Regions from separate parts of the Macaca mulatta genome. Here region 1 is linked to region 2. Evidence: chromatin contacts called from public Hi-C data. All regions are on one chromosome and are shown on one strand. Each heading gives the region's core, a stretch centred on a gene start, on an enhancer-like site or on the middle of the called end of the contact. The rest is flanking DNA. Distances are from core to core; before and after follow the strand shown.

The links. Hi-C and Micro-C count contacts between places; a contact is called where the count stands out from the background.
Region 1: a Hi-C map of cortical neurons shows a contact between it and region 2, with 3 times the contacts expected there. The contact joins the promoter of LIAS here to the promoter of RFC1 in region 2. A contact is called at or near these places in 3 of 14 Hi-C or Micro-C datasets (cortical neurons, fetal cortical plate and liver).

Annotation. Positions count from the first base shown.
Region 1 is chr5:38,664,904-38,670,475 of T2T-MMU8v2.0, forward strand. LIAS (lipoic acid synthetase) reads left to right here and starts at 3,275. Exons shown (of 11, transcript NM_001261102.1): 1 at 3,275-3,371; 2 at 5,002-5,174. The coding sequence starts at 3,327. RPL9 (ribosomal protein L9) reads right to left here and starts at 3,118. Exons shown (of 8, transcript NM_001193558.1): 1 at 3,094-3,118; 2 at 2,598-2,644; 3 at 2,398-2,513; 4 at 1,792-1,887; 5 at 822-954. The coding sequence starts at 2,643.
Region 2 is chr5:38,568,779-38,574,540 of T2T-MMU8v2.0, forward strand. RFC1 (replication factor C subunit 1) reads right to left here and starts at 4,088. Exons shown (of 25, transcript XM_078003234.1): 1 at 3,965-4,088. The coding sequence starts at 3,967.

The DNA.
Region 1 (5,572 bases), core at 2,025-4,524, 95 kb after region 2:
CATGAAATCAGCCTGGGCAATGTGGCAAAACAGTCTCTACAAAAAATAAAAAATTAGCTGGGTGTGGTGGCAGACACCTGTAGTGCCAGTTAGTGGGGTGGCTGAGGTGGGAGAAACACCTGAGCACGAAAGTGGAGGCTGCAATGAGCTGAGATCACACCACTGTACTCCAGCCTGGGCAACAGAACAAGACGCTGCCTCAGATAAAAAGCACCAATCTTTAAAATTTTTTTTAAACCTACCGTATTTACTATGTATTACGCATGCACTGTTATTTTTCAACTTTAAGTCATTTAATCAAAGATGTTTGCAATTTTAAGCTACGGAGAGATGATACGCCCAAGGTGGACAGTGAGAGCTGAAATTTAAGCTAGGCTATTAACCATTACTCATGTAGTTTTCTCTTTAGATTTTAAAGGTTCTTACCACAAAGAAAAATGGAGTGATGGATGTGTTAATTAGCTTGATTTTGTCATTCCACAGAATATACATGTATTGAAACATCACATTGTGCTCCATAAATACACCTTTTGTAAATTACAAGTCTTTAAAATATTTCATTTGCCAAGTTAAATACAACCACCACTACAAACTACTCCAATGTATCAACTTTCTGAAATTGTAATCAATATGATATAAACCCTTAAGTAGCACCAACAGTTACAAGTGTAATCAAGAGAATTCTAAAACAAATCTGGTTTTATTCAGCACAAACACAAAACACCAGCCAACTAAAGTATGAAAGAGGTTGGGAGTGGAAAAGGAGAAAAAAAAAATATGAAGGAAAAATTTCTTAATTCTATCTGAGGGTATGCACATACCTGGTCTCATCCGAACCCTGCGGATGTATTTTTCACCCAAGAAATTTCGGATTTCAACAAGAGACCCATTCTCCTGGATAACAACGTTGATGGGGAAGTGAGCATACACAGACCTCATCTTGTAACGGAAGCCCTATATTAAATAAGCAAGCTATTACCAATGCTGAAGAATATTTTTAATAGCACCTGAACCAAACTTTATAAACATTGTTCTGTCTATTCAGTGGACTGTAAAGCTCCTTACAGAGGCATTTATTTCACTATCTCTCATGCCCTCAATGAACAATGCTGCCCTCTTTTAATGAGAACCCCAAAGCCCTCATGTCTGACATTAGACTAACATTTACTGAGTAGTACTAAGGTACAGCACATGGCCAAGAATTGAAAACCATTTCAGCATGAACTTTTTATCCTGAGGGGAGAGAAGGTGGGTTGGAAGGAATAGGGACCAACAGACAGAAAACTCAGAAACTACATCATTTTCTATCCCAACGAGGGGTCCTGATGGTGAGATTTGATTGCCACTTAGTACTGCAACTGTAGATTTCCTATTTTAAAAAAAGAAAATTCGGAAGATGTGAAAATTCACCATTAGCCTACTTTTTAAAAACTGCACCCATCTAGCCATGCATGGTGGCTCATGCGGCAATCCCAGTACTATGGTAGGCCAATGTGGGAGGATCCCTTAAGCTCAGCCTGGACAAAACAGGGAGACTCCAGTCTTGATTCAAAAAAAAAACAACCCCCCCCCCCCCCACCGCCAAACAGAAAAAACAAACATGTTGTACCCATCTGGTCTTTGCTCTCAGCTCTATCGCTTGAAGACCCAGAGATGCCTATTTTTGCCAAGTTCGTATTACACCAAATAAAATGCGTAACCCATTCTCTGAAAGAGACATTTATGCTGTATAAAGCAAAGGTTTGAGAAACCTCCCTTTCCAAAACAAAGAAGTCTGATTCATCTGCTTACCAGTGTAACACCCTTGATCATGTTCTGTACATGACTACAAATAGTCCGAACGGTAGCCAGTTCCTTTCTGTTACCCCACCATTTGTCAACCCGAAGCTGTAATAGAAAAACGTATTCTTTCCAGAAATATGCAGGCTTAAAAGATAACAGACCACTTACCCAATTACTTTAAGATTCTAGAATTAACCCTAATCAAAGCACATGGTTTTCAACTGGAAAAATCCAACCACCTATAAAACCTCCCAAAAGTTAAGCTTTGTACAAGTTGCAACAAACTTCCCTTCTGGAAAATTAAATCATCAGGTGTTACAGACCTACTGCCGGTTCCTAGGATTTTTACAAAGCAACCACTAGGAAAATAAACCGAACTTCTAACACTACTAAGACGTGTCACTGACGACCACTACATTTGAGCTTTATATAATTCGCTGTGTTAAGAATCTGGTTTTTCAATTTCACTAACGGAAAACTGGCTGGTATTCTGGACAGCAACATTTAAAGCTAAAACACTGAACCTCAATTCGAAAATTGTTAAAGTAACCAATGTGATGCTGTTATAAACCACCGTCCAACGAGCAAGTGAATTATCAGAAGAAAAACCCTCACCCTTTTTTTTTTCTTTCCAAGAAGACTGAGTTCTACATTGATGTGATTGAAGTCCCTCCGCAGAGTTCCTCTGGGGCCCTTCACGATAACTGTGCGTCCCTTCAGGGTAATGTCGACTAGAAGAGAGAACACACTCGTCAGGCCACACAACGCTTGGAACGTGTAGTAAAGATGTATGAAAAAGATATCAAGTCTCATACCATTTTCTGGAATGTCGACAGTCTGATTGCTGAGAATGGTCTTCATTCTGAAACACAAACACTGGGGGTGAGGCCGACCCAAGGCCCGTTTTTCCACCAAACTACGCGGCACAGAGCTCCACTCCTACCGGAGACTGCCAGGCGGAAGTTCCGGAGACGATATTGGAGGACGGGACACCGACAGCGGGCCCCAGTGCGTCCCAGCCCGGAAGGAGCAGCCCCAAAGCGAGAGTTACGAGGCCCAGCAGGCGAACTCCCGCTCAGCCCAACCCTGGAAGTTCTATCCGGGCGGCGCCATCCCGGCAAGGCTGAGGGGCGGGAATAGGCCAAAAAGCCCAAAACAGGATTCGCATCCGGCGCCGCCAGGCTCATATGGCGCTTGCCGAGCTGGGGGACAAACAGGACAAGGTTCCGAGAGTGGGAGCCGCGCCACAGCCTTTCCCAGAACAGATGGCTTCAGATTCCTAATGCCCCGCGAGCACAGTAACAACCTCACCTTGCAGTAGACGCAGCAAAGAAAGAACGTCTTTCGTCATTACGTACTTGTATCCCGTAAGGGGGGGGGGCTGTGTATTGCGTCATAAGTGCGCGACGTCACGTAAGGCTAAAGCAGCCAATCATGGAGTAGCTCGGCTGTTTGTCGTAAACGGAGCGACCTGTTACCGACCTGTCCTTTCCCGGGAGTTAGCGAGCTCTCAATCCCTGCACTGCGCTAGTTCTAAAGAGGAAATGTCTCTACGCTGCGGGGATGCAGCCCGCACCCTGGGGCCCCGGGTGAGCGGCGGGGCGAGCGGGTTTGGGCGTGGGGTGGGGGAATCCTATCCCTTCAGAGCGCCCACGCCCAATAATAAAGGTCAGTGCATTTACTTCTAGCCAACGGCAGTTTTAAACATTTTTCGTGTAATCTCATGTAATTCTTCCACCAACCGCAAAATATTGATATAGAGTCTCTGGCATCAGTTTGTTTGAAAGTCTCTCTGGGCCGGCACTAAGGAGTTATTTTCTGTTTAGAGTGGTTTGTACCCTATATTTATGGAGCACTGCAGTGAGCACCCTACATACCTATTCTGTGTTTGACTCTTACTGTGTGTAAGACACCACTCTAGCCGCAGAGAACACAAACCTGTCCTCTAGGCTTTAGCTGCAGACATTGAGAAGTGCAGTAGCAATCGTGCAACACCCTAACAGGCACTCTTGAGTTGTCGAAGGTTCTTTTGCGTTACATGTGCAGACTCAAGGATTTTGTAGTGTTCTGGCTGTCTCATGCATGTTTGTGTTCAGATGTAAAAGCCGAATACCATGATTTCTTATGTTCTTGACTGCCATGTTCAAACACAGAAAAAATGTAACCTAGAAAGTAAAATCGTTCATCCTGGCCAATGCGGTGAAACCCCATCTCTACTGAAAATACAAAAATTAGCTGAGCGTGGTGGCGCGCGCCTGTAATCCCAGCTACTCGGGAGGCTGAGGCAGGAGAATCTTGAACCCGGGAGGCGGAGGTTGCAGTGAGCCGAGATCGCGCCACTGCACTCCAGCCTGGGCGACAGAGCGAGACTCCCTCTCAAAAAAAAAAAAAAGGTAAAAACGTTAGGCTTAGTTTTCCCCCTTCCAGTTATCTGAAACCAACTGGGCATTATTAACCTACTTTTCAACAATTATGCTTATTCAAAACTCGAGAGATTTATTGCACACTTCACTTTTTTTTTTTTTTTTTGAGATAGGGTCTCCCTCTGTCGCCCAGGCTGGAGTGCAGTGGCCGGATCTCAGCTCACTGCAAGCTCCCTCTCCTGGGTTCACGCCATTCTCCTGCCTCAGCCTCCCGAGTAACTGGGACTACAGGCGCCCGCCACCTCGCCCAGCTAGTTTTTTGTATTTTTTAGTAGAGATGGGGTTTCACCGTGTTAGCCAGGATGGTCTCGATCTCCTGACCTCGTGATCCGCCCGTCTCGGCCTCCCAAAGTGCTGGGATTACAGGCTTGAGCCACCGCGCCCGGCTGCACACTTCACTTTAAACGCCCCTGATTCAAGTCAGGACCAGAACAATTTTAAACTGTGGCACCTTCTTCAGTTATTGCAGTTCAATCTTGTTGAAAGACAAACATGTAGTTCCTGGTAGGTGGAGTATGTGAAAGTGTGATGTATGTTAGATAGTTCCAGAGATTTCCAAATCAATTCTAAACTCAGTAGTAAACAGTCAACTCTTATTCTCTTTTAGGTTTGGTTCCTTCAGTCATCTTTTATATTACATTCTAATGCTCTAGAATACTAGAGCTCCTAGTTTGACATAATTTCTGAAACACTTTTTTAGCTTTACCAAAAGGCTTACTTTTAGGTGTTATGATGGGTTAAAACTAAATTATTCTGGACTCCACTAAATAAATGTCATAATGAACTCTTTCTTTAGGTATTTGGGAGATATTTATGCAGCCCAGTCAGACCATTAAGTTCCTTGCCAGATGAAAAAAAGGAACTCTTACAGAATGGACCAGACCTTCAAGATTTTGTATCTGGTGATCTTGCAGACAGGAGCACCTGGGTTGAATATAAAGGAAACCTAAAACGCCAGAAAGGAGAAAGGTAATTTAAAATTTGAGATAATTTTAACGTCCCATTCCTTTGTTGTGCATTATTTTCAGATATAACCAAGCCCTAGAATCTGTTTTTTATATCAGACTTGTTAAATTTAGCTAAAAATTATTAGAAAGATGTGATAACACAACTAGATAGAACGGGTAAGCAAATGTAATTGTTGGAATCTTTCTCTTTTCTCTGTGCCCTTACTATGTTACACTGCCATCTCCCCATTTTCTACCCAGCATCCAACTTCTTCAGAGTAAGGATTATTGCCTTACTACTAGTCTGTTAGATCTGGGTTACTAGGTGTTGATGATCTAACGTGTGCTTCTCCTAGTCAATTTACATATGACCTATGGATACCTTACCTTAATTTAAAAGAGTTATGGAATTTTATGTAG
Region 2 (5,762 bases), core at 2,838-5,337:
AGATTCAATAAATTTTCTATCAAAATTCCATGTGGTATCTTTGCTGATTCTAAAATTCATATGGAAATTCAAGGAAATGGAATAGCCTAAACAATCTTGAAAAAGAACAAAGGTGGAGTACATACTTCCTGACTTCAAAAATTATTACAAAGCCACAGTAACGCAGTGTGTTGCTGGCATTCAGATAGATGTACAGATCAATGGAATAGAACTGGGAGTTTAGAAAACAACTCTCACATTTACAGTCAACTGATTTTTGACGAGGGTGCCAAAATAATTCAATGGAGAAAGAAGAGTCTTTTCAAAAAATGATGCTGGGACAACTAGATGTCCACATACAAAAGAATAAAGTTGGACCTCTATACTTCACACAATATATAAAAATTAACTCAAAAATGGATAAAAGTCCTAAATGTAAGAGCTAAAACTACAAAGCTCTTAAGCATAAATCTTCATGACCTTGGATCAGGCAAGAGAAACTTAAATGATGAAAAAAAAGCAGACACTCAAGGATGTGGAGGGAGAGTATTTCGAAGAGAGAAAATAGCAACAACAAAAGCTCTAAAAGAGAAACAGAACCAACCTAACACACTCAAAAGACAGAGAGAGAAAATCAGAGAGGTAGGTAGGGGCCTTAGAGGCCAAGTTCAGATACGTACGCATGGCAAAAGCATATTATTTGGCAAAAACGATATTATAACAAAGTCAAGCACTGCTCCAGGGAGAGCATTCCACATAGTACACCATGATGTGAAAGCTGCCTCTAGGAGTGGAGCAATGAAACAGTTCAGACCACAACTTATTTAAACTGACCTCACAGCTCTTCAAAAGGCTGTTCCTGAAGTCTCATGTGTGTTTAGTTCAATCTTATGCATATTTTCAATAATTATACCAACCAATTAATTATATATGCTGACTTCTTAAAAATGGCATCTGTCAGGTTTTACTCAAGTTTTGTGCAAACAATTAAATCTCAGTGAAATTCAAATGTCCACATGGCTTCTTTACTTTTAATTTTCTTTCTATTCCTTTAGTAGATAATATATTCACGTGGTTCAAATTTCAAAAGGGTAAAAAGTCTCCCTCTTATCCTGCCTCTCAGATACATACTTCCCATCTCTGGAGGCAACAAATATTATCAGTTGGTTCCTTCTGTATCTTTCCAGAGAGATTTTTATTTTGGCAATTGTTTCGTATCAGAGTATAAAGTTTTCTCAATTTTATAAAGGTTGCACAGTATTCCACTGTGTGAATACATACACTTTATTTCTTTATTGATAACTTTTAATTAGAATTTTTGTTTTCAATGCAGCTTCCAAGGCAAGAGCTGTCTATGGATGGGCTTCAGAAGACAAGTGAATAGGCCAGGAATAGTGGCTCATACCTGTAATCCCGGCACTGTAAGAGGCCGAGGCAGGTGGATCAATTTGAAGCCAGGAGTTCCAGACCAGCCTGGCCAACATGGTGAAACTTCATCTCTACTAAATATAAAAAAATAAAATAGCTGGGCATGGTGGCAGACACCTGTAATCCCAGCTACTGGGGAGGCTGAGGCATGAGAATCGCTTAAACCTGGGAGGCAGAGGTTGCAGTAAGCCAAGACTACACCACTGCACTCCAGCCTGGGCAACACAGCAAGACTCTCAAAAAAAAAAAAAAAAGAAAAAGAAGAAGAGAAGTGAATATGCCAGGCACAGTGGCTCATGCCTGTAATCCCAAAGCTTTGAGAGGCCAGGGTGGAAGGATCGCTTGTACCCGGGAATTAGAGGTGGCAGTGAGCTATCATTACACCACTGCACTCCAGCCTGGGCAACAGAGCAAGACCTTGTCTTTAAAAAAAAAAAAAGAAAAGAAAAAAAAAGAAGATAGGTCAATCCCTTAAAATAGTTTGTATGTGCCTATATGCATTTCTCTGGGCAGAAAATTTGCATATCATTCACTATATTTATCAAAGGAAACTGTAACTAAAACAAAGATTGAGAACTACTGTCCTTCATACCCAATGACACAGTTTGAGGGAAAGGAAAAAAAAAAAGAACTACTGTCTTATAACTTTGCACAGGTGTTCAATAAGCATTTGTTGAATCAATTTTAGTCTAGGGTTTTGCTAATTGTTGCACTAGAGACTGAAGGGCTAAATTAAATATCAATATAATACAAAATTCTCATCTACCTCATAGAACGTTTTCCCATTAACAACAAAGCTGACTAATTTGACCTATTTCTTTTCTGAGAAGAGGTCTATTTTTATCTGCACCATGAACGGGAGTATTAAAGGAAGAAAAGAACCAAAAGTAAAAGGACCTGAATGATCAAAAACTGACCACACAAGCTATGTTCACCATAAATGACACAGGAATCTACCATGCCTCTTAACATCTATGTAACTTTCCATAGAGTCCTTTCTGAGAAAATAGATCATTGGTAGTTGCCTAACATGCCAGGCACCAGAATGGAAGCTTTACCTATATATCTTGCTTAATTCCCAAAACAATCTCTATAGCAGCTATTATTTTCCCCTCTTACAGATAAGGAAATAGAAGCTTAAAGAGATTAGACGTAAGCTATTTACTTGCCCAAGACCACATAACTATTAAACTAGACCATACTAACATAGTAATATAACTATAAATTAATCTATAAACCATTAAACTAAAACATAACCACGTTCTTCATCTTCAAGACTCCAAATCTCATCAAGTTTCCAAAATACCACAGTACCTTGACCTCCAAACTGTAATGATGATCATTATAGCGAGGTAGTATAGCATAGTGGTCAGAAACACCAAGATTCTAATTCTAGTTCAACCACCTGCTAGTTGTATGACACACTGTTTAAATTCCAGAAAGATGCTTGTACTGTCTGTAAAACTGCATCGATGTGGGTTGAAATGAAAAAAAAAAAAAAATGAAAAACCAACAGTTCACATATTGACCTAAAGAAGATGGTTGGTACAAGGTAGCTACTATCATTACTGTTGCCCTTTTTTGAGAAGAAACACAAAGGACTGCAACGTTTCCCAATGTGGCATAAAATTTCCACCCCCTAGAATGTTGTCTCTGTGACAAGTTGACCAATGATTGAAAAAAATTATATCGGATTGTTAAGTATCTTCTAGTTTAATGGAACATTTTAAATTGTCCTTTAAAAATATTTCAAACACAGAGCCATATCCATTGCCACACCATCAGGAATGTCTGCTTTGCTGGCTGCATAATTATTTCACTTTCAATTTGTCTGAATGTTTTATCCAGAATTATGCAGTGAGGTTTGGGTTTTTTTAAGATTATTTTTAACACCAGGTGATAAGAGGACAACAGCTGTCAAATGTCTTGCATCTGTTTCTATTCGCTGCACTTCTTTTTCCTAGTAAGCCGTGTTATCCTTTTGACTCCTATGAACTCATCTAAACAAAATAAAATATCCTCTCCATGCCCTCGGTCTCAGCACCGCTCAGGTGATCGTTAATGACAAGTGGAGATGAAACAAGCTGAGCTGTTAATGATAAAAGTTTAAGGCCCTACACAACATATTCCCTAAGAAAAGTTTGTTACATTCTTCTCCCTCGTGACCCAAAGCTTGAAATCCACGCCCTAGGCAGTACTCAAACTGTGGTTCGAGAAAGGCCGAACAAGAAAATAACTTTACCAACGCGTCCCAAAACCACCATCCATCCTTCTTCCTCTCTTCCTTTCTCCCTTCCCCCAGGAGTGGGGGGGCAAAGTGCAAGTACACGTAGCAACAAAATCCCTGCGCGCTGGCTGCCGCCCAGAGCTTCAGCCCGCGGTGCAAGGAAAGTTTTGCGTCCAGTACCCAGTGTGCGGCCCCTTCTCTGCCTTTGCTCGCCTCCGGAACCACCCACCGCCATCCTCCCCCACCCTGCATACCAGGAGTGCCCCGTCCACACCAGGCCTGCAAAGCCTCCCCAGACCCCGAGCCCCACGGCCTCCCCCAGCGGCTCACCATCGCAGCCCCAGGATGAAGGCGCTGGCTGGCTGGCGGGCCGGCCGGTTGAGGAATCCGTTATCGGGGCTCAGGATCCATTCGCGCCAACAACTTCTCCCGCGAAGTGGAAGAAGGCGAAGATAGCGGCGCGCGGTGATGACGTCAGGAGGCGCGAGCTTTCCTTCCGTCCCACCCAGAGGCGGGAGGTGCGACGCCTGCCCAGGTGCCGCCCGGAGGGCAGGCGGGCCGCTGCCATCGCGAGGAACCGCGGTGCTGTGGTGTGAGCTCGGTTTTTGGCACGGGCACTAAAGTAGGTGGATCCTATATTGGTTTCCTTGGAAGGCGGGATACCCAAGTACCTCCCGATTACACGTCTGGATAGTGCACTTCCCTACAGTAACTTTCAAAAGTTTTTACTACTAACTGCAGTAAGATAAACGTTTTAGCTGCGCATTTTACATATTATGTATAAATATCTATTCTGTAATAGGTTTCATCAAGCGGCCGGACGCGGTGGCTCACCCCTGTAATCCCAGCACTTTGGGAGGCCGAAGCGGGTGGGTCACCTGAGGTCAGGAGTTCGAGACCAGCCTGACCAATATGGTGAAACCCCGTCTCTACTAAAAATACAAAAATTAGCCAGGGGTGGTGACGTGTGCCTGTAGTCCCAGCTGCTCGGAGACTAAGACAGGAGAATTGCTTGAACCCAGGAGCAGAGATTGCAGTGAGCCGAGATAGAGCTACTGCCCTCCAGCCTGGGCACAGAGGGAAAGTCTGTCTCAAAAAAAAAAAAAAAGATACCGAAAGCTTTGGAGTATACCAGTTTTATATGAATAGATAAGCAATTGAATCGTGGAATAGAATGAAACATTTGCATACGATTTCAAGAGAAAAACGAGACCATAAAGAGTTCAATGGAGAAAGCAGTATCTCCAGCTTTGGCTCTAGCTACACTTTTGAAATTCTCACCCATCCACCCCCTGTTGGGTCTTGCACTTTATGATACCAACATCTTTAGGACGAAAGATATCAGAGCCTGAACATCAACAGCCTGTATTTATTATACATTTATTGTTATATGTGCAGCTCTGGACTAGCCTAGCTCATTTTATCCCCATGATGACACTGAGTACTCTTATTCCCAATTTACAAACAGACTGTTACTTATTAACAGGGCCTCACTGCACTGGTCCCTCCGAAGCCAGGATGCTGGGTTCTCCAGCCCCACCACGTGCTATTTATCTGACCAAGGGCAAGTTACTGTGCCTCGGTTTTGTCTTAGCAGACACATCACACAAATTTTTGCCCATAATTTTAGAGGACCTACGCCAATTTATAATGTTCATTGTGTTATAAATCAATAAATGAGTAAATAAGACACGTAAAAAGTTGTACGTATCTTTTATATTACATTCCTCTTAACTTTTGCTTTTTTTTTTTTTTTTTTTTTTTGGCATTTGAAGCCTTCCTTGAGTTTAAATGAGACTTAAGTCAGGAGCCTGTAACTTCTTTGTGAGAGTGTTTTCCTTAGGAATATTTATTTACTTGAAAATACTCTATCTCAGAAATATACCAGATTTAAAATGACTGCATGTGCTTTGAAACTCCTGCCTTGAACCTGGACTGGCCTGTGACTGATTTGACCAAAGAACACAATGGAAGTGATACTATGCCAATTCCAGACCTAAGCTTTAAGAAGACTGGCAGCTCCTGTCATGCTCTCTTGGAGCACCATGTAAAGCCAGGGAGGTGGTCATCTGAGACCAGCCTTATAGCCATCTCCACCAGGCACCATGCATGTAAATGAAGCCATCTC